4 separate regions of the Sus scrofa genome follow, and regions 2, 3 and 4 are each linked to region 1. A link is a contact called in public Hi-C and HiChIP or PLAC-seq data. All regions are on one chromosome and are shown on one strand. The core of a region is the stretch at or near the end of the contact, and the rest is flanking DNA. Distances in the headings are between cores, read along the strand shown. Region 1 overlaps RUNX1 (runt related transcription factor 1). Region 2 has its middle 54 kb from the start of RUNX1. Region 3 has its middle 29 kb from the start of RUNX1. Region 4 overlaps CLIC6 (chloride intracellular channel protein 6).

Region 1 (2,943 bases), core at 36-2,535:
TCCTCGGATGGCCCGCTACAGCCGCCGGTCTCCTGCAGGCCCCAGCGGCGGAGCCCGAGGAGAGTCCTCAGCGGCGTCGCCCTAGTACCCCAGCCGCGGGCCGGCAAGGGGATAGAGGCGGAGGGAGGGAGGGACCCCCGCCTAGGGACGTCGACGTGGAGGGCTCGGTGCTAGGGGGGAGCGGGTGAGCGCCCTCCCCCGGGGGGAGAGATGGGGTGGGCTCTGTGGGGAAGGTGCAGCCCGGCGGCTGGGCGGGGGCGGGGCCCCCTAAGCTCTGCGAAAATGCCCGTGGCGCCGGGGGGACGGGAGCGGGGGAAGTTCCCGCCAGCGCGCAAAGCCAGGGTGGGTTCAGCACCCGCTGCAGCTCGCGGGCGGAGGCGGGGAGCGGAGCCGGGGCTGTTTCCGGGGAGAGGGAGGTGGGTGCGGGGCGCGGGCGACGTGGGCCTAGCCAAGGAGCAGACGCTCCGTTAACGGGGAGCGAGCCAAGCGGATGCTTTCAACTTTCTTTTCGGTTGCTTGTTTTGGGGGGTCTTTTCTGACCGCTAAGCACACTCAGCCTGAGTGCGGCGCAATGGGTAATTAAGCCGCAGCCCAGCCGCGGCGAAAAACGCCCAATTATAGCAAATAAACCAAGAGATAAAACTCAAAAAACACAAAAACCATGTTGTGGAGACCAACACCGCCTGGCCTCACTAAATGAATCAGCTCCAATTCGCCGCAGTTGCCAGTCAGGCCGTGGGGGCACGCCGAGCTGGGCCGCTGGGCTTTCCGCCCTCCGGCTCCCTGGCCCCCTCGGGGCCGAATCCCACCCACGTTGGGGAAGTAAAGGCTCAGCAGTGGGCTGCCGCGCAGGGCGTGGGCCGTCCGGGCGCTCCGGCCTGGTTTTGGGAGGCTTGCGACGGCCGCTGCCCCGCACCCTCCATGGCTCGCGGAGCGCCTCCCTCCGGCAGATCTGCGGCCCGGGTCGCTCCAGGCGCTGCGCGCGGCCCGATTCCTCCCTAGGCTGGCCGGCCTCCTTTTCTCCACGACCTCGCTCTCCGAACCGCAGCCGCCAGTGCCGCCGCCGCGCACTACAGCCCTAGATCTGGCAGCTGCGCAACCCTGAGCGTGTGCAAAGCCGCAGGGTCGCCGTCCGCACCGGGGCGGGGCCTCGGGCGAGCGTGGGAGCGTGTGCGTGTGTGTGCGTGGATGCAGATACGCGCGGGGAGCGAGGGGCGGTGGACTCTCCACCCTGGCTGCGTACAGTAGCGCGCGGCGGCGGCAGCGGGGGCGCGCGGGCCAATTCCAGGAGCCCGCGGCCGTGAGCCGCGCCCTGGCTGATACCGGAAAGGCCTGTGATTGGCCCGCGGCCGCCCCTATGCAAACGAGCTGAGGGAATGGAATTCCTCGGGCCGGGCTTACAGTAAAAGCACGTTCATTTCCAGGCACTCTCATTCATAGAGCCAGCGGGCGCAGGCGGGACGGGCGCCCTGCGGCCGGACCCAGCCAGGGCACCACGCTGCCCGGCCCTGCGCCGGCAGGCATCTCTTCTTGGGGCTCCTGGGGACGCCAGAAGAAAATCAATCTTTGCTGTTTCTTTTTGACCCGCGTTGGAGCTTCGATTTTTTTCCCCCCTTTCTTTCTTTCTTTCTTACTTTTGAATGAACTGGTTTCTTGGCTGGATGGTTCAACTTCTTTCCTGGCTGTGAACTTTTCCCCGGTTGTTTTCTTTGACAACCGCTGGAGAAAGTGCGCTGTGCTTCGAGGCGAGTGATGAAGTTGGGAATGCGTGGCAGTGTGTGCGTGCTTGTGTAACTCGAGCCGCCCCGTCTGTTTCGATCTGCGCTGCGGAGCCTCCTCTCAGGGCCCTCTCCACCTGCTGCGGTTACGCGGTGATCGTGGGTATTAGCGCGTCCAGGCAGTTAACTGGCCCGCGCTGGGGCTACGTTGGAGGAAGATTGCCTCGCTACAGCCCAAGTCGGGGCTGACTCAACGAGTCGATGTAGACAGCGGCTGGCTTCCGAAGAGTGCGTGCCTGCGTGCGTGTGACTCGGCCTCTGCTCGACTCCCACCAAACCACAGGATCAGCCACAAACTTAACCAACATCCCCAAACCCGAGTTCTCAGATGTGGAGAGCTGAACCCTGAGTGTCATCGACTTGGAATTTTTTTTTTTTTTTAAGATTAGCTTTTCTTTGAAAAGCATAATTTTCTGAACTGAACATTTTGCCAGAATTTATTGAGAGAACATGACAAGTACTTCTAGCACAGCCCTTCTGCAACTACTGAAGTTGATTTTCAAGGCTACTTAAAAAACAACAAAAACCCTGCAGCGAACATTAATGGATTTCTGTTGTGTTTAAATTCTCTACAGATTGTATTGTAAATATTTTATGAAGTAGAGCATATGTATATATTTATATATATGTGTGCACATACATTAGAAGCAAGACCTTTGGAAGTCTCAGCTCTCGCCTTTGAGGACGGAAGCTAGTTTTGCATGATAAAAAGTGTCTCTGTATTTGGAAGACACTTGTGTATTTTGTGTTGTTTGACTTTAGACAAAACTTATCTGGAAAAAGAAAAAAAAACTGACAGGCAATTAACCACTGGAACTTACAAATTATGTGTTTGCTGGTTCTTGTGCACTCCGCATAAATATTTTAGGAAGTGTATGGGAATTTTGCCTCCAGGAACTTTTGTAACAGCCAAAGACTGAACTGGAAACTCGCACAGCCAAGACTCAGAAGACAGTCTTCCTTTGGCACTTGACTTTGGATTCTGGTCGCCCACTTTTTAAAGCACTAAGCGGTCGGCTGTTAAGAGCCCTGCCGGGGTCTGAGGCCAATCGGCAGAACTAGAACTTTCCCCATCCTGGACTGTTAGTAACTTAGTCTCTCCCCCTCCCCCAGCTACCCCGCAGCAATAAAGGCCCCTGAACTTGTATGTTGGTCTCCCGGGAAC
Region 2 (2,774 bases), core at 189-2,688, 220 kb before region 1:
ATAAATAAATAAAAGACTATTTCTCTCTCTCTCTCTGTCTCTCTCTCTCTGTCTCTCTCAGAAAGAGAGGATGTAGTCTCTGCCTGGGCAGCCACGATTCCAGCTAACTCTACCATTGAAGGCCAAGAGAGAGACTGGATGCTGGTGGATGACCAGTAGTCTCTGCCATGGCTGTACATAGAGCCAATTTTTGTTTGTGTTTGGGTGAATATTGGATTAATATTTGTATCCCTCACTAGACAGCAGGGTCCAAGGGGCCAGGGAAACTTGGAGAAGGTCTCACAATTTTTTCCTCCTTATTTGGCATGCTGCTTGGCACATCGTAGGTGCTTCATAAATGCTTGTTGAATGAATGGTAACTTCTACTACTGCTGCTGCCGCTAGAAAAATACAACTCCAATTATTGTCAGAGATTTGGTTTTCTACATTATAAATTATTATACTGAAATATGAATTCGTGGCTAGAAATTATGTCTTATGAAGATAATCCAAAAGAGTTCAAGTAATAAGAAAAAACTTTGTTCCATAAAAAACAATAGAAAATTAAAACTTTAGGAGTTCCCGTCGTGGCTCAGTGGTTAACGAATCCGACTGGGACCATGAGGTTGTGGATTTGATCCCTGGCCTCGCTCATTGCGTTAAGGATCTGGTGTTGCCGTGAGCTGTGGTGTAGGTTGCAGACGTGGCTCGTATCCTGCATTGCTGTGGCTTTGGCTTAGGCCGGCGGCTACAGCTCCGATGACCCCTAGCCTGAGAACCTCCATATGCTGTGGGTGCGGCCCTAGAAAAGGCAAAAAGCCAAAAAAAAAAAAAAAAAAAGGAAAAAGAAAATTAAAATTTTAAAAGTGAAAATTTATAAAATAATAAGAAGAATAATCAAGGCTTTGTTTTGCAAAAAGAGTAAAATTAAATAAATACCAGGGAAATTTATGTGGAAACAAAGAAAATAATACTCCCAGGTGGTGTCAAGTAATTCAGTCAAGAATAACTTGCTGGAAACTTAGAATTAGTGCTTATGTCCCACATACCAAATTGGTAGGCATAAAATATAATTAACAAATAAAGCCATAGAATGGATTTTAACATGGGAAGACAAGCACCACTCCTTGCCATCACCAGAAGGTAAAGAAGCAGCTGGCTGAGGACACCGCAGTCTAGGAAATGTCTCATGTACACCTGGGGTGAAATATGTGACTGGGATGATGGGATTGTGCGGGAGAGAGTCTGGCCGAAGATTAAAAGAAAGAGGCAGAAGTGAGACCACCCATCCCGAAGGCGGAAGTGATGATGTTTTGCAGGCACGGATCGAATGCAGACACAGATGCAGCGAGAGGAGCTGGGTGATGGCGGAGGAAGGGGCGGGGTGGGGGGAGCCATAGGGACATCTGCTAGAAATTGACTTGCCAAAAGAGGAAGCGATGAAGAACCGCTTCTCTGGATCTATTCTAACCAACAAGGAAGTGGCCGGGGCCCTGAGGGGAGAAAAGCAGGTTACTGCAGAGACAGCCAGTGATGGGGGGAGCTGGGTCTTGTCAGATGGATGGCCTGGCTTTGAGAAGACAGAGTTCTAAAAGCTGAGAAAAAGACCAGTGGGGTTCTAAGACTTGAATTAGCAGGTTGCTCCAAAAGGAACAAGAGCTCTCGTTAATAGCATGATCCTGCCTGGGAAGAAAATGGGGAAGTAGCTAAAGAGGTGGCCAAGCAGGAAATTCTTTGTAAAGTCAGATGTAAAAACACTTGTACAAAAAAAAAGGAAGAAAGATGAATATAAACGAATGTAAGAAATAGCGTCAGGAAGCCTTGTGCTTTGAAGAGGCTTGAAAAACACGCTAAGGCCTAAAACGAGAGTCAAGGGAAAGAACAAGGAGAGGATAAACCTTCTGTAACAGCAGCTGGTACATGGTATAAACAAACAGAGAGGAAGGATAACAACTCAGTTCAGTTCAACTAAACAAGGATTTACTGTCTTCTGTGTAAAAAGCCACTACCAGCAGCTCACAGGCCAGAGAAAGAAAGTATGCAAAGAACTAAATTATGTCTCAGGATGCTACATGTCTATAGTGTTCAGGGCTCAAGTTCAGAGCCCCGATAAGAGTGGAGGCTCCAAGGATAAGAGCGGAGATGCAGGTTCTGAAGGATGCTAATAGGGGCTATGGACTGGGAAATGCTAATACTTTCAGGGAAAGCAGAGAATAAGGAAACTGCAGAGGAGAGTGAGAAAAAATAGACAGGAATATAGGGAGAGCCTGGAGGCAACTATCCTAGCAATCTGGGCTGGAAAGAATTTTCAATTTAAAGTCCGTATGGAGCTTGAATTATATGAACTGGTCATGCATGCTGATAGCAAATCCCTAGTGATTTAGGGATGCTTTTGGTAGAGTGGTAGGACAGAAACAAGGTGCATAAGAGGCCTATAAGATGAAGCAACCGAGGCCATTATTTCCCAAAGTTTCCCTGTTATGGGAGTAAAATAAAAGATGGACACTCTAGGAAGACTTAAGATCAAAGATGAATTTTGTGCTTTGTTCTTATTTAAAAATGTCTGTCTGTTTATACATGGGGGAATACTTAAGCATAACTGTATGTTTAGAGGAAAGAGAAAGTAGAACAGAAGTCTCTAGAAATTAAAGATAGCGAGGAGGTGATTGATAAGGGAAGACCCTGGAGGAAGCAGATAGGGGTAGGAGTTGAAGGCTATGTGAGGACATTAACTGCAAGAAAGGGATGTCAACTTCTCAATGGAAATTTCAGGGCCCTGAAAATAGATCAACCTA
Region 3 (2,780 bases), core at 253-2,752, 190 kb before region 1:
AGTGAGCTCCAGTCAATCAGTGGAAGGTCTTCAGAGCCAAAACTGAGGTTCTCCAAAGAGGAAGGAGTTCTCTTCAAGACAAACATGGAGGAAGTTCCCATTGTGGTTCAGCAGTAATGAACCTGACTAGTATCCATGAGGACTCGGATTCAATCCCTGGCCTCGCTCAGTGGGTTAAGAATCCCTGAGTTGCTGTGTAGGTCACGGACGTGGCTCAGATCCTGCATTGCTATGGCTGTGGCATAGGCCGGTGGCTACAGCTCCAACTCAGCCCTTAGCCTGGGAACTTCCATGTGCTGCAGGTGCAGCCCTAAAGTGAATTTAAAAAAAAAGCAAAAACACTAAACTAAGCATGGAAACCTTGCCTGAGTTTTCAGGCTGCTGTCCTGTGGAATTAGGACTCGAGACAGCAACCTCCATGCTCACCTGAATTTCCAGTCTCCCAGCCTGCCCTATAGAGTCCAGACATGGTAGGTTCACAGTCACATAAGCTAATTTCTTAAAATAAATCTTTCTTCTGTTTTTCTAAAGAACTCTGTTTACTACAGCACAAAAAGTACATCTTCCATTTGTACTTTGCCTCTCCATTTGATCACTGGGTCAGAATGCTCATCTCCTCTAATTCAGTCCAATTCAGTAGTGCTTTCTTGTCCAGAGTCCCTCTCCAGGCTATGCTGGGCCCACACAGGGTGGGAAAGTGGGGCCTGGGTCTTTGATAATCTTCTCTCTCCTGGTTTGCATCTGCTGAGGTGGCCAGAACCCCACCTGGCTCTATGTCTCCACAGTCACACAGGTGGGAGGTCCCATCAGGCCTGGCTTCCTCTTCCTCAGTGGTGTCCATGTGCCTCTGGGGCCCACAGACATCATTGTGCTGAATCTAGAACTCGGGAGCTCAGAGACACCAGATACCTGTGTGCCTGGGGAACCAAAACTGTCCTTCAGCTCTGAGCTCCTCCTTCCTTCCCAGAGCTTTGTCCAGGGAAGAAGGCCCTACCCAAGATATAAACCTGAAGGGCTCTTGGAGTTCCCTGGTGGCTCAGCAGGTTAAGGATCTGGCTTGTCACTGCTGTGATGGGGGTTCGATCCCTGGCCCAGGAACTTCCACATGCCAGAGGTAAGTCCAAAAACAAACAAACAGACAAAAAACAGAAACGAAACAATCGAGGAGAGTGCAGTAGCTCTTTCTTGGCATACAACAGCATTAAGCCTCAGCACTGGAGCAGGGTCAATGAATAGCCCCCCAAAAATATACAGGCATGAGCTAACCCCCAGAATCTGTGGGTGTGACCTTATTGGGAAAAAGGATCTTTGCAGATGAAATGAAGTTAAGGGTCTCAAGATGAGATCGTCCTGGATTATCCAGGTAGGTCCTAAATCCAATGACAAGTGTCCTGAAAAGAGCTGGAAAAGGAAACGACCCAGATGAGGAGAAGGCCGTGGATGATGGAGGCATAGACTAGAGTGGTACCACCATGAGCCAAGGACACCTTGAGCTGCCAGAGGCTGAAGGAGGCAGGAAGGACCCTCCCCTAGAGCCATAAGAGGGAATATGGCCCTGAAACGCCTTGACTGCAGACTCCTGGCTTCCAGAAGTGGGAGGAGATTGCATTTCTGTCATCTTGAGCCCCTCCATCCATCTGTGGTGCTTTGTTAGAGCAATCACAGGAAACTCTCACCACGGATGGCCTTCCCTTTGAGGGGAAATTGTATAGTCAAGACGAAGGAGGTAATAGACTATTCTTACTCATCATCAATTTTTTTTTTTTTTTCTGATCTAATGTACGTGCCAGGAATCTTTTCCACTCCCCTGGGGGACTAAGCTCCTAGAACTGCAGACGTCAGTGAGAAACTAGCTGACTAAGCCTGGCCGGGTGGGGGCGAGTGAGGAGGCCAAACAATTCTACACTGGGAAATCACTTTAAGAAATCGCTTCTGAGAACTTTTAGGAACATAATTTTCTTTTTCTGTAATTGTCCTGAATTCTCCCTTAGAGGGTATGTACGCAGTCCAACAGACACATGGCTCAGGGATTATCCCAAATGCTACTTTCTTAAGCTGGAAACCAATCTACTGCCCACCCCTGGTTTTTTTCTTCATGAGCATACATCCTTCTTTCCTCGATGTTCCTCATGTGCAAATATGACTACCTGTGACCCAAAGCATCCCCACTAACCAGGAAATAACCTCTGAAAGGACAATTCTTTGACCCAGAGGTTGTTCCTGGTCATTATTTGTCCATATCTCCACCAACCCCCTTGACAGCCTTTTCCCAATAACAGAGAAACACTGCACCTCAAACATTTCCAAGGCTCTAAATGCTGTGCTCACCCAGGGGTCTTTCTACAGAATAAAATAATAAATTATGTATCACTGTCATTGCAAAGGGTTTTTTTTTTTTTTCAAAGCTTTCTCTTTTTTTTTTTTTCTTTTAAGGACACATCTGTGACTTATGGAAATTCCCAAGCTAGGGGTCAAATCAAAGCTATGGCTGCTGGCCTATGCCGTAGGCACAGCAGTGCAGGATCTGAGCTGCATCTACAACCTACACCATAGCTCACAGCAATGCCAGATCCTTAACCCACTGAGCAAGGCCGGGGATCCAACCCACATCCTCATGGATCCTAGTCAGGTTCCTTAAACGTTGAGCCACGAAGGGAACTCCACAGAGTGATTTTCATATAAACTTTGACTTTAAGCAGACCTCAGTCCAAATTCCAGCTTCGCCCTAATGTGTGACTTGTAGCTAATTATTTAAACTGTCAGTATCTCAATTTCTTTAT
Region 4 (2,700 bases), core at 125-2,624, 200 kb after region 1:
GTCTGGGGTGAGAACGACAGAACGTGGAAGAACAAGCTCCAAGACCATTTGCTGGTACAGTAGGCAGAATAATGGTCCCCCAAGGACGTCCACATCCCAGCTCTCAGAACCTACGGATATGCTACCTATGGCAACAAAGAGCTCTGCACAGGTGGTCAAGGCCGTGGCTTTGAGATGGGGGTGGTTCAGTGGGCCCTGTCTGATCACATGCATCCTTTATAGCGAGACCCTTTTCCAGCTTGATCGGGGAAGACTGGACTAGAGAAAAATGGTCAGAGATGCATATTGCTGGTTTCGAAGGTGGGGGAAGATTCTGAACCAAGGAATGCAGGTGTCCTGTAGAAACTGGAAAAGCCAATGGCACGGATTCTCCCCTGGAGCCTCCAAAAAGAAATGGAGGCCCAACACGTGCCTCAGTTTTAGCCCAGAGAGGCCTGTGTCACACTTCTGACCAAGAGACCTGTAAAATAATACATTTGCGTTAAGCCACCAAGGTTGTGGTCATTTGTTACAGCAGCAACAGGAAACTAGTCCAGCTGCTGACTCCCATATGGAAATCCTAAACCTTGTCCTAAGATGGTTCAGTGAATCAAGCCCACATCGATCAGGTGAACCCTGAAGCAGGCAGCACTTAGCCTATTCCCAGAAACTTCCTGCAGGAGCCTCTCCTCGTTTGCCAAGGATTTGCAAGGTGGTCATCTGAAGAAGCTCTGTGTCGAGCCCCCCAAAAGCCAAGCTCCTCTTTGCGGACTTGTGAACTATACCCACACTTCTGACCTGAATTATAGGAGGGCCTGCTGGCTCTTCCACGTCAGCTATGAGGCCACAGAGTCTGGCAGACAAGCCCCAAACATAGCTTTCCTCTTGACTCAGGAGGCTGTATTTTTCACCCCATTTTTTTCAATTAGGTAAGATTGAGGATCCATCTGGTCAAAAATGTAACAAGGCACAGTCACAGATCACGCTCCCAAGAGGATGAGGGGTCTACCCATGACATTTTGCTCTTTTTGGGTGGGGGGGGCTTTTTAGGGCCACACCCGTGGCATGTGAAGGTTCCCAGGCTAGGGGTCTAATCGGAGCTACAGCTGCCAGCCTACACCACAGCCACAGCAACACCAGATCCGAAACACCTCTGCCACCTACACCACAGCTCACGGCAACGTTAGATCCTTAACCCACTGAGCGAGGCCAGGGATCAAACCTCTACCTCATGGTTCCTCGTCGGGTTCGTTTCCGCTGCACCACAACAGGAACTCCGACATTTTGTTCTTTTTAATCTTGGTGATCTTGGTTCCTCAAGGTAGTTTTTAGAACCTGCCTTCTCAGAAGGGCTTTAACAGCGTCAGACTGTACACCGTCTTCAAGAGGTTGTTGGCGCCCCCTCGTGGTCTTGCGATGCACTCTCCCGACGTAGCACCTTTCCTTCAAACACACCCATCCCTCTTTAGAGTTTGGTGGAAAATGTCACAGATTCGTTTTTAGGCCCTTTAGAGGCTAAACCTTCGCAATTTGCCGGAGACTCGGGTTTCCTACTACCCAGAATTATCCGTTTTAAAACTAGGAAAGTCCTGGAAAGACTAGAATGTCTTGGTCTCTCTCCATACCCTGGCCCCTTCAGACCCCACAGGAAAATTACCCCAAGAGGGCATCGTCTTCCTGTCCTGGGCACTGCAGTGGTCTGAACCAAACACAACTTTGGACCTGAACAGTAATGCCTTTACTAATGCATCTCGATTTGAGATCAGCAGCTGACTTGTGCATACTTTGCTTATGATAGGAAAATAACAGTTGGAGACGTATAAATTATCTCTGGAGTCTCATTTAAAAAACCATGAGGAGGTAGTTTCCATCCTGGCTCAGTGGAAACAAACCTGACTTGTATCCATGAGGTCACAGGTTTGACCCTTGGCCTCTCTAAGTGGGTTAAGGAGCCAGTGTTGCCATGAGCTGTGGTGTAGGTTGAAGACCTGGCTCGGATGCCACGTTGCTGTGGCTGTGGTACAACCCAGCAGCTATGGCTCAGATTTCGACCCCTAACCTGGGAACTTCCACATGCCGCAGGCGCAGCCCTGAAAACACCCCTCCCCCCAAAAAAAAACCTGAGGAAAGAAGGGAGGAGGAAGCGTGGTGGGTGGGAGAGTAGCCATGGAAATTCTGATTACCTCTAAAATGTTCAGATTCAGCTTTCTCAATTTGTTGAGAATTCTCTAGCTCATTTGCATAATTCTTTGGAAATTGTAGTTTGCTTAAAAAATAAAAAAGGCACCTGCTTTCTCTTTTTCTTTGTAATGTTTATGTTTAAGAAGACCAGGAGTTCCTGTCATGGCTCAGTGGTTAATGAACTCAACTAGTATGCATGAGGACGCAGGTTTGATCCCTGGCCTTGCTCAGTGGGTTAAGGATCTGGTATTGCTATGAGCCGTGGCGTAGGGTGCAAATGAGGCTTGGATTCCGCGCTGCTGTGGCTCTGGTGTAGGCCAGCAGTTAGAGCTCTGATCTGACCCCTAGCCTGGGAACCTCCATATGCTGCTGGTGTGGCTAAAAAAAAAAAAAAAAAAGGAAGACCAAAGGTCTGGAACTGTCTTTTTACAAGGAAGAAAGTCTAGTGCTTTAAAGACACTCATGTCGGTTTCAGTGACCAACTGAAGAAAGTTCTATGTATTGAGGTGAGGAAGGGAGGGGACTGGGAATTTTACATTT

What was found. Hi-C and Micro-C count contacts between places; a contact is called where the count stands out from the background. HiChIP or PLAC-seq counts read pairs in DNA pulled down with a chosen protein or histone mark.
Region 2: a contact with region 1 is called in an H3K27ac HiChIP or PLAC-seq map of alveolar macrophages. The contact joins two enhancer-like sites. A contact is called at or near these places in 1 of 47 Hi-C or Micro-C datasets (epiblast stem cells) and 1 of 2 datasets of contacts at active chromatin or transcription factors (alveolar macrophages).
Region 3: a Hi-C map of embryonic fibroblasts shows a contact between it and region 1, with 1.9 times the contacts expected there. The contact joins two enhancer-like sites. A contact is called at or near these places in 3 of 47 Hi-C or Micro-C datasets (embryonic fibroblasts, retroperitoneal adipose tissue and subcutaneous adipose tissue) and 1 of 2 datasets of contacts at active chromatin or transcription factors (alveolar macrophages).
Region 4: a contact with region 1 is called in an H3K27ac HiChIP or PLAC-seq map of alveolar macrophages. The contact joins two enhancer-like sites. A contact is called at or near these places in 1 of 47 Hi-C or Micro-C datasets (embryonic fibroblasts) and 1 of 2 datasets of contacts at active chromatin or transcription factors (alveolar macrophages).

What each region holds. Positions count from the first base shown.
Region 1 is chr13:198,468,488-198,471,430 of Sscrofa11.1, reverse strand. All of the region lies in intron 2 of RUNX1 (runt related transcription factor 1), which reads left to right. Among named protein-coding and RNA genes, the nearest start is that of RUNX1, 170 kb to the left of the region's middle. Within about 2 kb of position 1,285, at least 71 of the 83 cell types and tissues checked have an H3K27ac peak or open chromatin away from gene starts, as enhancers often do. A contact at or near this core is called in alveolar macrophages, embryonic fibroblasts and retroperitoneal adipose tissue, where this site is marked.
Region 2 is chr13:198,687,850-198,690,623 of Sscrofa11.1, reverse strand. No RefSeq gene overlaps it. Among named protein-coding and RNA genes, the nearest start is that of RUNX1, 54 kb to the right of the region's middle. Within about 2 kb of position 1,438, at least 8 of the 83 cell types and tissues checked have an H3K27ac peak or open chromatin away from gene starts, as enhancers often do. A contact at or near this core is called in alveolar macrophages, where this site is marked.
Region 3 is chr13:198,663,048-198,665,827 of Sscrofa11.1, reverse strand. No RefSeq gene overlaps it. Among named protein-coding and RNA genes, the nearest start is that of RUNX1, 29 kb to the right of the region's middle. Within about 2 kb of position 1,502, at least 6 of the 83 cell types and tissues checked have an H3K27ac peak or open chromatin away from gene starts, as enhancers often do. A contact at or near this core is called in embryonic fibroblasts and retroperitoneal adipose tissue, where this site is marked.
Region 4 is chr13:198,273,750-198,276,449 of Sscrofa11.1, reverse strand. The region is part of intron 1 of CLIC6 (chloride intracellular channel protein 6); the gene reads right to left. Among named protein-coding and RNA genes, the nearest start is that of CLIC6, 24 kb to the right of the region's middle. Within about 2 kb of position 1,374, at least 1 of the 83 cell types and tissues checked has an H3K27ac peak or open chromatin away from gene starts, as enhancers often do. A contact at or near this core is called in alveolar macrophages, where this site is marked.